Regions from separate parts of the Mus musculus genome. Here all the other regions are linked to region 2. Evidence: chromatin contacts called from public ChIA-PET, Hi-C and HiChIP or PLAC-seq data. All regions are on one chromosome and are shown on one strand. The core of a region is the stretch at or near the end of the contact, and the rest is flanking DNA. Distances in the headings are between cores, read along the strand shown. Region 1 has its middle 82 kb from the start of Gm36899. Region 2 overlaps Ank (progressive ankylosis). Region 3 overlaps Trio (triple functional domain (PTPRF interacting)). Region 4 overlaps Trio (triple functional domain (PTPRF interacting)).

Region 1 (4,464 bases), core at 1,781-4,280, 210 kb before region 2:
TTCATCATTCTTAGTCAACTCTGGGACAGTGTTAACTAAAAGGGATCTTGTCATCTCTCCAAGCTACACCTCTATGAGACTTGATAAATGTCATGTTGGTGAGCAAGGTGAAGCAACCACACTATATTTAACTTGACAGATGTAAGGAGCTGTCAGGCTGGGGACTTAAAGACAGGCAATCTATTAGTCACTGCCTCTCTGAGTACTTAGGGATCATACAGGTCTCTGGAGACTGCAACATCAGAAAGAAAAACCTCTGAGTCAAGGGCACTATTATTCCTACCGTCAAATAGATTCAGGCTTTCAGTTTGCCTTAGCTGTTATTATTTTTTATTATTGCCTAATGGAACTGAACCAGAGTAAACATGCACGGACCTCATTCCCAGGCATTGCTGGCTGAATAAGAGCACACTAACAAACTCAGTAGGTTATTTTTCAATCAAGCTGACGTCACTGTTTCCAGACTACTGAGTGATCGTGGATTCTGAGAAGTGAAAGATAACCCAGGAAAATGTCTAAGATCAAAGGTACATTTGATTCTATATGATAGGTTTGTATTTTTACAAAGAAAATGAAGGAAATGCCCTTTGTAACTCTGGGTGCCTGGTCTCTGAGCACAGGGGAGGACATCCTCTATGAAATGTGTTCTTTTCGTTCATGCAGAGGGCCTGGGGAGACAGAGGGCATGAAGGTACCTGTTTCAGGATATTACAGCAGGTACACTTCACTTCCTTGTACCTTCAAGCCACACTGCTCTCTGCGAGAAGTTAATTTTCCCTTGGAAGCTGAACAAAATGTTCAATGAGAGGAATACCTACTGTTATCTTTCTAAATTCCAAATCGTAATGAAAGGCTAGCGGCTATCAGAGATCTCCACCTTATCTATATTAAAAGTAAAAACTACAAGTTAGGAAACCTATAAAGAAGCTGGGTATGTGGTGGCATGCTTGTCTGGAGTCTGAGCATTCAGGAGGACGAGGTAGAAGATTGTGAGTTTTAGGCCAGCCTGGGCTACATGGTTTGTGATCATAAAAAGAGAAAGAGCTATAAGAATATCTTCTGGTGGGCTTTGGGAGAAGGGGTGCCTCAGTGGGCCCATGTCAAGGCATCTCTTTCCCATGAGGGACCAGACACATACCGGTATAGTAGAGAATAGAGTTTATTTAGGGCATTGGGGGGTAGTTAAGAGGTAGAGAAAGGGGGGGAGTAGAGAAGTAGAGGCCAGCCATGAGCATGTGGAGAGAGGGGGAGGGGAATAGGGGAGAAAGGGGGCAAGTGGGAAGCAAGAGTAAGAAAGACAAGAGAGTAAGAGAGAAAGAAGGGGCCAAGCAGCTCCTTTTATAGTAGGCCAAGCCTACCTGGCTGTTGCCAGTAACTATGGGTGTGGAGTTTAGACAGAATATCAACACATTGTAGGACCAGTCTCGGAAGAAAGAAAGAGAGAAAGAAAGAAAGAAAGAAAGAAAGAAAGAAAGAAAGAAAGAAAGAAGGAAGGAAGGAGAGAGAGAGAGAGAGAGAGAGAGAGAGAGAGAGAGAGAGAGAGAGAGAAGAGAAGAGAAGGGAAGGGAAGGGAAGAGAAGGGAAGGGAAGGGAAGGGAGAAAGAGAGAAAGACGGAGGAGGGGAGGGGGAGGGGAAGGGGCAGAGGGAAAGGGAGGCAGAGGGGGAGAGGAAGAAGGAGAGGAAGAGGGAAAGGAAGGAAGTGGAGAAAGAGGGACTATAGAAGAAAAAGAAAATTAAAAGATAAGTCAGGTAGGTTGGACATGTAGCTTAGAAGTAGAGTACCCATCTAACACCCACAGAGGCCCTGAATCTGGTCCCAGCACAGCAAGAAAAAAGTGAAAAAGGGAGGAGGGTATTGTACGCATTCGTTACTGCTAGGAAATGCTGAGTGCTTTTCCTCCTGTGCACCTCTTAAGAGTCACTGGCCTTTGTTCCACTTGGGTAAGTCTTAATCATGGCTCATGGTTAAATGACCAGTAGATATTTTTCTAGACAGTTTTTCTGCTTTGTCATAAGCACAATGAGTCGTTCTTGCTGCCACATTAAATGGCCACTCAAGTGTAAAAATTAGTGAAGCCCAAAATACTTAACTCTAAGCTGAGCTAGAAAAAAAAAAAAAAAAAAAGGAAGAAATGTGCTCGGAGGCAAGTTACAGGACAATCTAGGCAGGCCAGCCCACACCAAGAACTTTCCAGAAGATTGGTTCAGCATAAAAGAAAGGCTTTTAGGGTCTCAGACATTTCTTAGAGGAGACTGAACACACTGGAGAGGTTTCTGCATGCTGGCTTGGCTGTAGTTACATATACTACGAACAGCTGCCCCGAAACTGAATTTGTAGGTGAAGATACAAAGTAAACAAACATCTGTCTTATTTACTAAGGAAATAGTTAGAAAATTGCATCCAGAACAGAAACCCACTGACGCTCTTTTTCATCAGATGGGCATTTCCCCCTTTAAAGGGACAGATAGGAAAACTCCCTATACAGTCAGGTGTCATGGAACACTGATATCCGGTGTTCAGTGTTCCATCTGAAGCTACCAACAGTCAGCAAGTTGCCCAGGAAAACATAGCAATGAGGTTTCTGACACAGTTTCTTTCTTGTCAAGACCCTCCCCCCAGGCTCACTATTTTCTGTAATCCTCTGGAAGGTACAACCAGAATCCTCCTGACCACTCACTCCAGCTGTTGACTATCTAGTACAGCTCCCCAGGTGGCTGTTTGCATTCATCTCAATGTCTTTCACTGAAACTGTTGACTCAGTTTAGTTGAAAATCAGACAATGGGTACAGAGTGAAAGACTATTAACCATGGATGGCGTTTTATCCATACCTCAAAACCTTGCCTCTGTTCATAGTTCCCAAAAATCAATATTTGATAAGGATGAAAGGACTATTAATGGGGCTGTCTTTCCACTCTCTGCCTTACCACACTGCAGTAGAAAGACACTGGTATCCCATATGCAGCCTTCTCGCTTGGTGCTGTATTACTGTTGATGCCAGAGATGATGAGTAATCTTCCATACTGAATGGCTTCTTTCTATGTACGAGTCACTGGCTAAACACATTCCAGATGTTGGCTGATTGAATCCTCACCACAACCCAGAGTGTGGCATTGTGATTAAAGGGAGGCACACAGTCTGGGAGACTTAAGTTTTTAACTAGAGATCACCAGAATTTTACCCCAGAGTCTATAGAGTGGTGTTTCTCAACCTTCCTCACACTGACCCTTAAAGTTCCCCATGTTGTGCTGACCCCAACCATAGAATCACTTTTGTGGCTACTTCATAACTGTCATTTTGCTGCTGTCATGATCATAATAGAAATATCTGTGTTTTCCAATGATCTTAGGTGACTCCTGTGGAAGGGTCATTTGATCCCCCAAAGGGGTCATGACCCATAGAACCTATATTCAAAATTCCATGTGCAGATGAGAGAGAACCATGGCATACAGCATCCCCTTTGACAACTTTGATGGATTAGTTGGAGAAATAAACAAATAAAGAGACAACTGTAAAATGTCATTCTTAAGATGCTCCTAACTGCCGGGTGTGGTGGTACAACGCCTTTAATCCCAGCACTCAGGAGGCAGATGCAGGTGGATTTCTGAGTTCGAGGCCAGCCTGTTCTACAAAGTGAGTTCCAGGACAGCCAGGGCTGCACAGAGAAACCCTGTCTTGAAAAACAAAAACAAAACAAAACCAAAAATGCTCCTAACCACCATCAAAGCTCTCAGAGTTCTCAGGATGCCAACTGATGAGTCCACACTAACACCTAGAAAGGCATTAGAGATTCACTTACATTTCCAGAGACTAAGAAGGACCATCCCAAAGACCCACCTGGTTCTTAGGTGACATTGGACAGAAATGAATGGATTCATATTAAGCTTGAAACTCCAGCTTGAAAAAAAAAAATGGAGACATCAACCCATCCTTTATGTCTCTCCAAGGGAAAATCTTCATTGAAATCTCAAAATAATTGTAGCAACAGAACAGGAAATAGAATTTAAGTTTCTCTGAGTCATGACTAACCCACCTGAGTAACCAAGAAGTCTGAAATGGCAGATGTGTTTTACTCTCAGGTGAGCAGCCACACAAAGGGGCAACTCTCCAGAGTTTGGATGGAGCTTGTGTGTCGTTGTGAGGCTCTGGCCTTCCTTCTAGTCTGCCTTACAGGACAGGGCCTTAGTTGGTGATTCCTCCGAACACAGTCTACCCTGAATGGTCAATCACATTTTAATATCAACTTTGTGTTACTACAAAATAGCTCAGGAAATTGACTCATGAAAATAAAAGGTTTACTCACCTCAGAGTCCTTGCTTCAAGTTTAAGACTAGGCAGCCCACTGTTGTGAACGTCAGGTAAGGACAAGGGGTGACATGACAAGAAGTGTGTGTCCAACTAAACCACTCACATCTTAAGAGAGAAGGAGAAGTAGATGGATGAATAAAGGAGAGGGGAGGGGGA
Region 2 (4,030 bases), core at 1,071-3,570:
AGACTGAAAGAACCTAAACAAAACAAATATTTTAAAGATATAAATATATGCTGTATATGTTATGTAATTTATTTTAGGCTATAATACATTTCCTATTTTCGCATTTTCAATAAAATGTCTCTAATACAATTCAGTGATTGCCTTCATGCTCCACATACCTACAGCTTACTCGGGTTGTACCAGTGACCGCTGTATGTTACAGCCTTCTACACGTCCCTTGTGTATGAATGTAAGGGCCTACAGATCCAATTGATGGGCAACCTCGGGAGGAAATGGATCCACTACTGTAGACAGGCAAAGGTGGGAAGGGCGGAGGGAAAAGGGCGGAAGGCGGGCCTCTTGTGCTTATTATTTTGGTGTTGTGTAACCTCATGTTAAGACTGTCAGGGCTACACAGGCTCGCATTTCCATTTCTAGATACCCAGTGTCCCTCATATGTGCCCACCATGGGAACAAATCCTATGTGCTTCCGTAGCTGCTTGTGGGTGACGTCAGGGGCAGATCTGAAAGATAACTGAAAGTCTTAATTGTATTGGCTTTTTAAAGTACATGACTAGAAAATTAAACAGCAATATTTTTTAAAATGTGTGGCTATTTTCATGCTTCTGGGGTTGGAGCTTAAATACCAAATATCAAATTCGAAATCCTTTCCCTTTAAAGTCAAGAAAAGCTAGTATCTCTTTATTGTGCACTTGGGACATGTAGCTTAGAGCCCAGAGCCGCCTTCATCAGGATGACTGGACATCAGCTGTGTAAGATGTCCCGAGCCCCTGGAATGCAGTGCCAGGCCCAGGCCTCTGCAATGGAGCTGCGGTTTGGGGGGATTTGTTCTGACCTTCCCCTCCTAGTACAGGCTCCTCCACACACATTCTGTGGGCCTGTTTTGTCACCTGACACCCTGAGACAGCTGCCATACTGTTGTATTCAAACAAAGAATTCCACGGCCTAGACTTGGGAAGGGCCTTTCTCCTCTTTCCACAAGCATTAAGGGCAGCCTTTCTAGCTCAGCAGCTGAGTGTTCTTTTTAAACATATTGCTCAGCTAACAAACTGAAAAGGACCATGTCTGTGAAATCCTCAAGGACTGTGGGAAGATCATTCTCAAGGTTAAGCGACAAATACAACCTAAAGTTGCAGAGGCAGGAGACAAGTTTTCCTCAAAATACTGAGTTAGGATGGCCTTTCTAGAGTGAGGGTTTTCTCCGAGAAACTAGAGAAGCCTGTTTATCTGAGGGGCAACCGAGGGTCATTCTAAGTGCACACCTGACCTGCTGCTGGCTCTGCCCTTGTTTACTGGGTGCTGGCACACAGGCCCTCTCTAAGGCCCCCTGGAACTGAGTAAACAGGACTGCTGTGACTCAGGAAGGACAAAGCCTGCCCACTGCAGGGCTCCGGGAGTGTGAGCGGCTTGCGGTTGGCTTGGTGGGAACTCACCAGGGATCCTTCCACTGCGAAGGCCTTGTTTGTATCTGTGGGTTGGAGCTGGTCAGTGTCTCCCTGCTGCCCGTGTTGGGCTTGGGCTTGGGCATCTGGAGTCAAAGGCACTCTTCTCTCGGTTGGGACCATCTGTTTCTTGGCCTTCGCTCATGCTTTGGCTTGGAAATGTTCAGAGAGGGCCTCAGAAATGAAAACACTTATTCTGAGCTGCAGTAATTACTTAAGTACTTAAGCACTTTAAACTCCGTGGACCCTATTGCTTTCTTGCAATGCAGCCCCTCCTGGATGTGGCAGGACTGAGACAATGGCCTTGGTCATGGGGAAAGTGACTGCATTTTATCTTTAATAAATAGTTTTACCACTCCCTTAGTGCAGGTGAGTGGGTGTGTGTGCCTGTTTCAGAGAGGAAACAAAGACTCCCTCTGATTCTAGTTCCCCAATCTCCCACCTTCCTAACTGCTCTGTTTGAAAATATTTTCTTCTGAAATAGGCAAAGGGAAAGGAACATTTTCCAAGATTCAGCAACTTTCTCTCCATACTGAAGCGAGAGCAAGAGATGTGCTGCAAAATAGGAAATCCTAATATTCTTATAATTATCTATTTTTAGTTTGAGACAGGGTCACTCTACATATCCCTGGCTGTCCTGGGACTCTATGTGGACCAGGATGACCTTGAACGCACGGAGATCCATGTGGCTCTGCTTCCCAAGTGCTGGGATTAAAGGTGTGCACCACCACACCTGGCCTCTTCTAATGAAATGATGTTACCTGAGCAATGTTTCCTTGTACTTTTTTCTGCTTCAGTAAAGCTCTGAATAGAACATGACCAGAACACCATGTGCTGCTTTGTGTCTGGTTTAGGGTACTGCAGGCAAGCTAAGCCTTCTGTGCTCCACCAGGAGAGGGTTGTTTTCAATGCTGCCTGTCACACACTTTTATAACCAAAAGTATAATAATGCTATCTCTGGTGGGACCTGGGAAGGTGAGGTGACTTCAGTGTTAGCTGTGCAAACCCAGTGTCTTGTCTGCCTTTCCACAAGAGCCTCACACAAGGCTCTTTTATAAAAAGCTTGAAGCATCAAAAAGCACGGTTTTCAGCAATGTATCTGGAAACCATGAGAGCTGCTTCTCTGTGTGGTTATTCTGAGCCTCTATTTTTGTCATTCGAAGTGGCAAAACATCAGGTGACTCATCAGCTGATCTAACCACACATGAAACAGGATGTAGTGGAAATCTCAAGAAAGGCCTGGGTGCCCTGCTCAAAGGCTGGTGACTAAAATTAACACACCAAAGCTAAACAAGAGGCAAACAGGACTGTAATCAACAACCCGAACCCCACTTTACAAGTCAGGAAACAACTCACTGCATTGTTTACTGTCTGATCTCAAAGGGGAAAATAATGAGAAGACAAGGAAACCTTAAGTTTCATTCTCCCCACCACAAGACAGAAGGGTGGTCGTTAGCTCCGTTAACTGATGTGGTGCCCTACCAGGAAGAGCACCTAAATCCAAGGAAACAAATTCTCTGCCAAGTGCAAGTGGTGCCAGACTTGTAACTAGTACCTTACAAAAACTTAGTAATTCATTTTCAGAATTTCTACTTAGTGTGTATCTTTGCGTATATACACTTTAGTGTGGAGATTCACAAACTGTGCACACAACAGAGTCCAGAAGAGGGACCAAGTGTCCTGTCGAGTAGTAGTCTTATCTCCTTTGAGATGGAGGCCCTTAGAAGCCATCAAGACCCACGAATCTGGCCTTTGACACCCCCCATGCCCCCTGGGGCTTACTAAGTGGATGCTGGGAGCAGAACTCTCATCCTTGTGATTTCACAGCAAACCTTCTGAATCACTAAGCTGCCTTTCCGGTCCAATGATAATCTTTCTCTCCTGCATTTGCAATCAATCAAACAGGGTCTCTCAAAACCTGACTAGGGAGATGCGCTTTTAGAGGTGACTGTCAGACACACGTGGATAGACTTACTGGATGGTTTATGCAGGAGACACACATGGACAGAGTTAGCTTTTATACAGTACCTCTTTTCACCTGGGCCAGTAACTCCAAATGCACTTATTAGCAAGACTTGACATCTACTTCTGTACAAACAATGTCAACCAATATACAAGCTGAGACCACAGACAAGAACCGAAAGCCTTTCTACTTGAAAAAGAAGTCCTTAGTGTACAAGGAGAGAGGGGATGAGAGCAGAACTGCTCCAACCCAGCAGCCGTGAGGACTCACTAAGAGAAAACTCTTCCTTCTGCTCAAGAGGGTAAAAAATCTCTGGTCTGGGCAAAAATCGAACACTAAGTTATCCAACATGAGGAGTGAATGTGACCCAGCAGGTCAACCACCGGGCCAAGGGACCACAGCAGGGAGGTGGGAGCACCTTTAGGGAGGCAGACTCAACTTCAGCCTTGTTGAAGAGATAGGCAAAATAAATTCCTTTAAGGAGATACTTTTGCTCCCCAGAATTCCTATGCCCGAGCCCAAGCTGCCATGGAGCTCAGCTTGCTCCCTATGCCAAAAGGTCCGACTCCTTCCCTTTTTTGTTCCCAAGTATGCTTTCTCTAGCAGCTGGGGGTTCCTAGCAGCT
Region 3 (4,529 bases), core at 425-2,924, 190 kb after region 2:
GCAATCAAGCAGCCTTTGCGTAGGGCTGGGGACGGAACAGGATGAGGACAGCCACTGTGCTGTGTTCCTTTTTAGATGAAGAGAGAGACGAAAGGAGAAACATTCAATTGTCAGCTCCCATGTTACCACAAGCACAACATATCCCTCTTCTCTGTGCCAGTTTGAGAGAGGACTTTGGTGCCACTGGGCCCCGCCAGCTTAAGGAGACAGAAGAGAAAAGGAAGTGGCCTTAGAACTCCACCGAGTTGCGCGTCCCAGCTAACAGTTGTGAGTTCTTACTTTCACTACAGGAGTAGAGTTGACTACAAGGTGGCACGCAGAGGCGTTTTCAGCTGTGCTTCTGAGAATAAAAGGTGTCAATGAGGAAGACATGGACTTGCACACAGGATGCCTAGAGGAACACACATCCAGTCACTCAGGGCTCGATGTGAGGATGCTCAGCTGCTTCTATTCCCTGGGGGTTTTCCGGTTGTTATAGTTGGGCATCCTGAGCCAATCCTTCACATTCGCATGGTCTTAGGAGAGAACTGCAAGAAATTAACCGGAGCCTCCGGGCTGTGGCTGCCCAGTCCCCACCCCCATGCCTGCGGGCAGGAAGAGGAAATAGGGGCTCCCTGGACAGATTCCAGAGCTCATTGCTCCAAGCTCCCCGTGTTTATGGACTTGCTCACTCACCCCAGAGGCCAACCCCGAGCACCTGGAGGAAATTCTTCAGAATGAAAAGCCATAAATCTGTGTTCTCCTTACAAAGATAGACCAAAGAGAGATTGCAGCTCACCAGCAAGATGTCTGGAAAAGTCAATTCGGGGTGGCTAGGGCTCCCTGCAAGGAGAGTCCCATGGCTGATTACTAATATCTCAGGACTCTACATGTGCTGTAAAATCAGCTGTAACCTTAAATGTAATTTCACAGCATTTCTTTCCTGGATGTATTTTCCATCAAGCATGGAAAACCTTTTCCCACAAAAGTGAGAGAACAAAATAGTTTTATAAATGTATTTCGCTTAAAAAAATCAATAAACAAATTTCAATGAGAATTCTGAAGTGCTGGTGGGTGTATGGGAGGAGGGGGGAGGTGCCATGAACCACAGACCATGCTCTCACAAGGACATATATCCAAGGTCATGCGTAGAGTGAGGAGAGACAGAACACTGGTTCTGTTTTCCACAGAACTGGTCCCTGGGGCACTCATGCACGCACATGCACCATGCTGTAAACTTTGAATGAGTTGGTGGTATGTAAGTGGGAGAAAATTGGAGAGAGACTTTAGACTGCTCAATCGTTAATGTGAAACAGCCAGTCTGCATGGCTGAAACAATCCTCCGGCGACACTTTGGTATTTGTTTATTCACACTGAGCTGAATATCCTGTGTTTCCATCCTTTAGAACAGGTTCGAAAAGATTTGAAACCAAATTCAGTGCTTACTGTGTGGATCTGTTCACTGTTAGGAAGGACTCTTCCACAGTTTGATGCAGACTAAGAGATATGCAGAGTGCTGGGCTGGGTCCCAAAGGGAGTAGCTAACTCAGAACGAGCCTGAGCCGCCTCAACAGCCACCATCTTATTGATACAAGACTTGCTGGAGTTACCAAGGGTTTATTTAAGACAGTGTATAGGAAAACCCCAGCACAGCGGAGTGGAAGTGAGGCAGGAAGTCCCTCCCCTTGCCAGGAAACTCTTCACGGTTCATAGCTACAGGAAAGTCTGTTTTCTTCAGTGGTGTGATACTGGGCATATCAATCACACAGACATGGGTTTTTGTTTTTGAGAGAAAGAACATGAAGCTGGGTGGGTATGGAGATCTGGGAGGAGCTGGGGGAGGGAGAGAAATATGACCAACATAATGTCGTATGAAATTCTCAAAGGAAAAAGTAAACATTAAGAAAAAAACAGCAATAGAAGCTAAGTAGCCCAGGCTGGCACGGAACCAGAGTCCTGTCTCAGCCTCACTTGACCTCTCCTTATTGCATTCCCTGATAACTGTTTACATTCTCCTGCTAGAGCTGTGTAAGGTTCCACACTGCAGCAGCAGCAGTGAGATCCGCCCCTGTGGACAGGAGCCAAGCCCAACCGATCGGCTCCCTGTAGCACCGTGCTATCCCATTCACTTTCCTCAAAGCGCAATGCCCAGATATTTGCCCGTGTATAAAATGGTACTCTTGACAGGCATAAAAAAAATCTGCTTTAAAATGTATTTCCTGGCTAGGAGTCCGAATCCATTTTTCTGCTCAAGCCTGATGGATACTTGATCTCCTGTAATCAATGCAGAGGAAGAACCAGTGGATATTAAAATATCATCCTGATATCATGCTGGGAAAGGCATCTGGAGTTCCTGTCCTGAGTGATGTGGGAGGGACAAACTGGACTTCCATCGTTTTTTATCCACCCTTTAACGTGAAATAGTATTTTATTTTCTTTCAGAATCTACGTCAACTTAGTGCTGACTTTGAGACTATCTCTTAAAACTTCTTAGTAATTTAACAATTATCAAAATAATAATGTGTGCAGGGAATAATAGCACAATCACCCTTCATTATGAAGTAAGAAGTCTAGTAATTTCCTGTAGTAAGAATTCTTAAAGGACTAAATATTCTAGGACTCAAAGGTCCCTCTATAGGAAGAGGCTGCTCTGCCTCAAGATCCAAGTCTTGTTCTCAGCTGCTCGCTGAACCGCCTGGGGCGCTCAGGGTTGCCAGGAGGGAGGGATGCTGCACCGGTCGGTGCTCCTGCTTTGCAGTCGAGGATGACCAAGTTCATGGAGATGAGGTAATCTCCATGGCACAGGGGCCAGGGCTCCCTAGTGGTCCAGACTCTGCATCAGACTTTGACATTACCAATTGTTTTTTTCTGCATCAGTTATTTTTAATCAAGTGAGCTCATGCCTCATCTACGTGCATCTTCCCGCCACAGGAACGCCACTGCCCAGTGTCCCGAATGGGCAGATCAAGGTCACAAGCCTTCCCAAAGTGAGGGCGTCACCTCTCAAGGAGGACCACTCTGGGACAATGTAATTAACACAAATGGGATAAAAACATCCACTGTCACATGCCAGTGACTTAAAATGTCCATGACAGCTTTGTGAACGGAAACTATGAAGAATGCTATAGAAAAACCATGCTTACAGCAGCAAATTCAACACCCACAGACAGGGTCAGGACTTACCTCCTTAAGGGCCCATAAATCAAAGATAGCTCTGCTCTTTCCCCTGACCTCCCAAGGACACCCAGAGGCAAGCAGGACCACTTTGCCCCATTCAGTACCCCCTTTACCTAGGATAAGCCTCCTTCACTGGGAGACCCTCTACCCACAACTGATCCTTCTTCAGTCAAGCTCACAGGGAATGATAAGGGTCCAGTGAGTCTCAGCAGCTCTCGTCCTGACTCCACATCTTGCTGCCTATCTTAAAGGGTGGATGTGGACAGAGTCTGGAGGCAAGTACTGGCAGATATTGAAAGACAACCAGGCCAGGATTGGAATCCTAGGTAGGAAGATAATAGCTTCTGAGAGATCATTTTGTTGGATGCTCAGTGTTGCCAGATGCCTGGGGAGACGAACAGAAAGCCAGCCAACACTGGTGTTGTGCTATAGGGAGAGAGTTATCAGCATCAGGCACATCCAATTCCCTCAACCCAAGTTTCTGTATCATTTCGCTCAAACTCAAGAGACTTTTGTAGGGACCGAGTTTCCCTTATTTTCCCCATCTTATGGGCAAAGCCAGACTGTAGCACACACACTCCTTTAATCCAGGCTGGAGCATCTATCCTCCCTACCCAACTTTATCTTACACGCAGCAGTCCTTAGGAGAATCACAGAACCCAAACACCAGGGATATGACAATGCTCCCCCCCCCACCCCCCAGCTATTATGAAAAACCCCAGAATACATTAAACTTGAAACAGACACAAAACCGGCCGAAGTCAGAGGAAGGCAAATCGTAGCCTTGTAGGTTGTTTATATGCCATTTCAGAGAAAAATAAAAGGCTATCAGCTGCAGTACGAAAACCTTTGGAACACCCCATTGCATCTAATGTCTGAGCACTGCACTGCTCTTGGTCTCGGGTCACATTTCTAGGGTTTCCCAGAACCATCCCCACCCAGCCCCTTTGCAAGGCAGTAGGCACGGAACACAATTCCTATCAGAACATGATACGAATTCTGCTTTGTTTCTGCTTCACAGCATACATCAACCATTTAAGCAGCCAGCTGGAGGGAAGCAGGCAGAGAGAGAGAGGTGCAGAATGAACATCTAAAATAGCTGTGTACCTAGGTCGAGGATCCAGTACTTGCAGGTGCCTGGCTGTCTGCCGCTGCAGTACGCTGAGCCCACAGAAGACAGTGAGTCCAGCGTGTCGACTGGCTTAATTCCGTTCGGCATGATGAGCAGGATCTAACGGTCCAGCACCCGGACTGAACCTCTCCTCAGGCGACAGAGCGAGCTTCTCACTCAGCAGCAAAGGCAGAGGCTGTACAGCCCCGACAGCGGCAGCCCGGGGCCTGGAGTAAGTGCAGCTCTCTGTTCCTCTGTTGGC
Region 4 (3,976 bases), core at 673-3,172, 230 kb after region 2:
GTGCAAACTGGAATTACTACAATCCCTGTTGGATACATTTGTCTCATTTCTGTTCACCATGTTACACACTACATTCAACTGCTTCAGCAGACAACTGAGTTGTGCAAACATCTAGCAATGGCTATGGAAATGGGGAAGTAACAAGATCTTCTATATCCTCGGGTCTATAACCAGTGCGTTCATTCATCATTTACACCTCTGTTAGCAGGAAACCCAGGCAGCATTAAACAAGACTTAAGTGCTCCTGGAGTGTACAATGGCACTGCTGTTACCAAGTCCAGAAAGTGATAGTCGATTCACACAGCATCAGTGATGGTGCTGTGATAGTCGATTCACACAGCGTCAGTGATGGTGCTGTGATAGTTGACTCACACACAGCATCAGTGATGGCGGTGTGATAGTTGACTCACACAGCATCAGCGACAGTGCTGTGCACAGAGGGGGGAGGGGGACGCCTCGGGCGCGGTGTGTCCGGTTACCTTCCAGCATGCTGAGGTGCATGGCATCATTGGCTCGCTTGGGCACGCTGAGCATCACCTCCAGGCCATCTTTGATCTCCCCCTTTCCTTCCTCACAGCATGTGAGCAGCTCCTGGAGAAGATCAACACCGTGAACTCGCAAAGGACTGCAAAACGCTCTGCCAGCCACACCTCAGCAGAATCCATGAGAGCTCACGGTGCTCAGGAAACAAACAAAAAGGGAATCACTCAGGTTCACATAGGCAACAGTGTCTGATCTACTTGAATGAGGACCTGGAGGAAGTCAGATCCCGTCGCCGTTCTGAAAGAAGTTGTTATGCCTTGCCAACCACATCTCCAAAATGAGAAAATAAATGTTACTGGTTTGTAAGGAATATGGAATTGTGACAAGTGACAGCCATCCACAGTCTACCTGCCCTGCTAATCCCACAATGTCGGGGGCTGGCTGGACCCTGAATCAGAATAGCAACACAACACAGACCACTCCTCTGTGCAGGCTCCTTAGGGAGGTACTAGCTACAAGCTACCACACATCTCCAGGGTATCTATGTGTGTCATGCTACTTCCTGACTTCCTGGAAGCTCCTCAGCTCCCCCGTGAGTAGGACAGCAGGAAACACAAGCTTACATCCTGATGGGTCTCTCTCAGGTATTCCTTCATGGGTGCCAGACCGTTCTTGGTCACAGTGACAACAATCTTGTGTATATGATTCCCAAGGGGTTCAGAGCAGTGTGGTCATCAGCTTGGGGGAGGGGGAACTAGAGCAGTGGTTCTCAACCTGTAGATAGCATCCCTTCAGCAAACCCCTATCTCCAAAAATATTTACATTATGATTCATAACAGTAGCAAAATTACAGTTTTGAAGTAGCAATGCAAATTTTCTGGTTGCGGGGGGGGGGGGGTCACTGAAACATGACAAACTGTATTAAAGGGTCACAGGCATTAGGAAAGTTGAGAACCCCTGGTCTAGAGAACTCAGTCATCTGATGGGCACCTTCATGTTTGATCAGATGTGTATGCTTCTGAGGAGCTGGGCAGAAACTGCCTTACAAGTACAATGTGCCTCAACTCCCTCCGTGCAGACTGCCTTCCCACTGGGGAGGTCTGATGGAGTTTACTACTGTTCCCAGCAGAGTTTCTGGGGAAAATGAGAAAGATTTACAAGTAGAAGTGTAATCTTAGTGGACACAGAAGCTGAGAACAAAGCCTTGAGTTCTGAGGGCAACAAGGGACAACGGTGAGACAAGGCACTTGTGCAGACTTAGGAAGCAAAGGGGACAAGACCTGAATGCAAACCAGCAAAACCCAGCCTCCCAGCTTACGCCATGCTCACAGACAGCAGCAGCAGATTTGTGTAGTGATGGCTATCTAGTCACTGAGTAAGACTGTCATACAGAAGTACAGGAGAGGAGGTGCGGTGTGGCTTGGTGGTAGAGTGCTCACCCAACTTGTGTGAGGCCCTGGTTTGATCCCTGGCACTGCACTGTGTGTAAAGGAGGTGGGGGTTGTGGTAGTAGGGTTTTCGAGATAGAAAGGTCTCTTGATAGTACACATCTGTATAAAAGAACACAGCCATGTTTTACAGTTGCTAGGTCTCTCTTACTGAGAGAGCTTTAGACACCCTTAAGCTTCAGTGTCCTACTGCACGCCCAGGGCAGCAGCTGACAGAGCTGGGATTAGTGGACAGTCTACACGCTAATGTTTCAGCGCGTCCTTCACCGGCAGAGGAAATATAGTACCTTTGCCAGACAAAAGTTGTAAATGACTCTTAATGCAGCAAGCAAACATGCATTAACGACATAACGCATCTGTGGTAAGTTTGTTCCCCTTTCTACTGTTGAAAATAATCAGACTTAAATTTTTGCAAGGGCAATTTTAGATCTACTTAATTGCAACAAAAAGCAGAAGCCCTTGGGATCAGTAGGGACATGGTCTATAAAATGGCTAGCAGCCATAGGGAGCGGCATGAGGGCAGAGTGTTCCGGAGTCCATGGAAAACCTGCGCATCAGCCAGGTATGGGTTCAATGCTGGCACATATCAGCAATGATTCTGAGCATTTTTGTGACGCAGGGCAGATAGTCTCCAGACTTTCCAATCAGCGCTGCTGCGGGTTAAACATGTACAGGTGCTGTGTCGGGGTCTCAGCACCAGAGTCTGAGGATGCTAAAGGTCCAAGAGCCAGGAACTTATTTCTCAGTCAAATACCATTCTACATTGCAGACAAGGGCCAGCCAGTTCCTTCAGGGTACAACTAGGGGATATGATCTTAGGTATCTGCTTCAATAAGAAGCTGGACAGGCCAAGAAATGTCAGTGAAGGAAGCCACAGACACATGTGCACAGGGGATACATATCAACACAGGATGTGATGTTGCCGATGGTAGATGGAAACCACAGACACATGTGCCCAGGGGATACATATCAACACAGGATGTGATGTTGCCGATGGTAGATGGAAACCACAGACACATGTGCACAGGGGATACATATCAGCACAGGATGTGATGTTGCCGATGGTAGATGGAAACCACAGACACATGTGCCCAGGGGATACATATCAACACAGGGTGTGATGTTGCAGATGGACAATGTTTCATACACACCTTTAAAAGGAGCTGATACTTTGTTATCCGCTGAACTGGTTTGATCAGGTAGGAAGAGATGGAATTGGCTAAGCCATGCCGCTGCTGGATCTCCTATATTTAAATAAAACAAAAAAAAAAAAAAAAAGGGAAGCTTTATCATAGGGTCATTACTGTTAAACATGGGCACAGTACCACATTAATGACAAGTGTTTGTTTCTGATGAAATAATAAGCCCTCTCTTCTTAAAGCATGTGAAAATATCAGCACAAACTTCTCCAAGTCTACAGGTTTACTTTGCAGGGGACTTAGCAGAACACCAACAGAAGAGGGGATACAGATCCACAGTATGTCTGGTGTGTGCCCCTCTCCTGCAATAACACTGCTTACAAGCCTAGGCTGCGCTTAGCGTCTTCATAGGAAGGCAAGGAGCCCAGCCACGCAGTTCAGCGCTGCATACTGCTCATCAGTGAATAGCAGAGCACGTGAAGGGTGTTCTGTAATGCCTGTTACCATGGAAAGATATAACTGAAGGGTGGGCACAAGATGCCCAAAGGATGGAGGACAGTATAATCAAAAACCCCCTTAAAAATCAAAGTAACCTTACAATGCACACCCAAGGCGAGTGACTATGAAACTTGCCAGGTATGCTTCCTTTATTCCTTAAAGTTCTTTAAACACACAGGGCTTTTGAAAGTTAGACTCTATTTATTTATTTGGGGGCCAAACACATGACTAAGCACCTGTGTGAAGGCCAGAGAACAACTTGTGGGGTTGGTGTTCTCCTTTAATCGTGAGCCATCTTGTTAGCTTAACAAGGTTTTTAAAACCAAGTTTTGGCTACACAGACATTCTTGCTGCGTAGGCTTTCTATTCTATAGCCTGCATGTGGCTACGGTGCTGTAGGGCATGTGA

Evidence for each region. Hi-C and Micro-C count contacts between places; a contact is called where the count stands out from the background. ChIA-PET counts read pairs in DNA pulled down with a chosen protein or histone mark. HiChIP or PLAC-seq counts read pairs in DNA pulled down with a chosen protein or histone mark.
Region 1: an HNF4G HiChIP or PLAC-seq map of pancreatic cancer cells shows a contact between it and region 2. The contact joins two enhancer-like sites. A contact is called at or near these places in 1 of 15 datasets of contacts at CTCF or cohesin (the NIH/3T3 cell line) and 1 of 115 datasets of contacts at active chromatin or transcription factors (pancreatic cancer cells).
Region 3: an RNA polymerase II ChIA-PET map of effector CD8 T cells shows a contact between it and region 2, with 12 read pairs. The contact joins two enhancer-like sites. A contact is called at or near these places in 2 of 484 Hi-C or Micro-C datasets (bone marrow-derived macrophages and centroblasts), 3 of 115 datasets of contacts at active chromatin or transcription factors (effector CD8 T cells, large pre-B cells and pancreatic cancer cells) and 1 of 9 other capture datasets (adipose tissue).
Region 4: a contact with region 2 is called in a Hi-C map of Th1 cells, with 2.9 times the contacts expected there. The contact joins two enhancer-like sites. A contact is called at or near these places in 7 of 484 Hi-C or Micro-C datasets (the C10 cell line, CD4 T cells, CD8 T cells and 3 more) and 5 of 115 datasets of contacts at active chromatin or transcription factors (double positive thymocytes, effector CD8 T cells, pancreatic cancer cells and 2 more).

Annotation. Positions count from the first base shown.
Region 1 is chr15:27,378,706-27,383,169 of GRCm38.p6, forward strand. No RefSeq gene overlaps it. Among named protein-coding and RNA genes, the nearest start is that of Gm36899, 82 kb to the right of the region's middle. Within about 2 kb of position 3,031, at least 42 of the 459 cell types and tissues checked have an H3K27ac peak or open chromatin away from gene starts, as enhancers often do. A contact at or near this core is called in the NIH/3T3 cell line and pancreatic cancer cells, where this site is marked.
Region 2 is chr15:27,594,326-27,598,355 of GRCm38.p6, forward strand. Ank (progressive ankylosis) reads left to right here. Exons shown (of 12, transcript NM_020332.4): 12 at 1-584. It also overlaps a transcript of Otulin not described here. Among named protein-coding and RNA genes, the nearest start is that of Mir7117, 25 kb to the left of the region's middle. Within about 2 kb of position 2,321, at least 254 of the 459 cell types and tissues checked have an H3K27ac peak or open chromatin away from gene starts, as enhancers often do. A contact at or near this core is called in CD8 T cells, the NIH/3T3 cell line, Th1 cells and 7 more, where this site is marked.
Region 3 is chr15:27,783,812-27,788,340 of GRCm38.p6, forward strand. The region is part of intron 34 of Trio (triple functional domain (PTPRF interacting)); the gene reads right to left. Among named protein-coding and RNA genes, the nearest start is that of Otulinl, 100 kb to the left of the region's middle. Within about 2 kb of position 1,675, at least 169 of the 459 cell types and tissues checked have an H3K27ac peak or open chromatin away from gene starts, as enhancers often do. A contact at or near this core is called in bone marrow-derived macrophages, centroblasts, effector CD8 T cells and 1 more, where this site is marked.
Region 4 is chr15:27,825,184-27,829,159 of GRCm38.p6, forward strand. It overlaps Trio (triple functional domain (PTPRF interacting)), which reads right to left. Exons shown (of 57, transcript NM_001081302.1): 28 at 3,083-3,175; 29 at 480-591. Among named protein-coding and RNA genes, the nearest start is that of Otulinl, 150 kb to the left of the region's middle. Within about 2 kb of position 1,923, at least 79 of the 459 cell types and tissues checked have an H3K27ac peak or open chromatin away from gene starts, as enhancers often do. A contact at or near this core is called in CD8 T cells, Th1 cells, double positive thymocytes and 3 more, where this site is marked.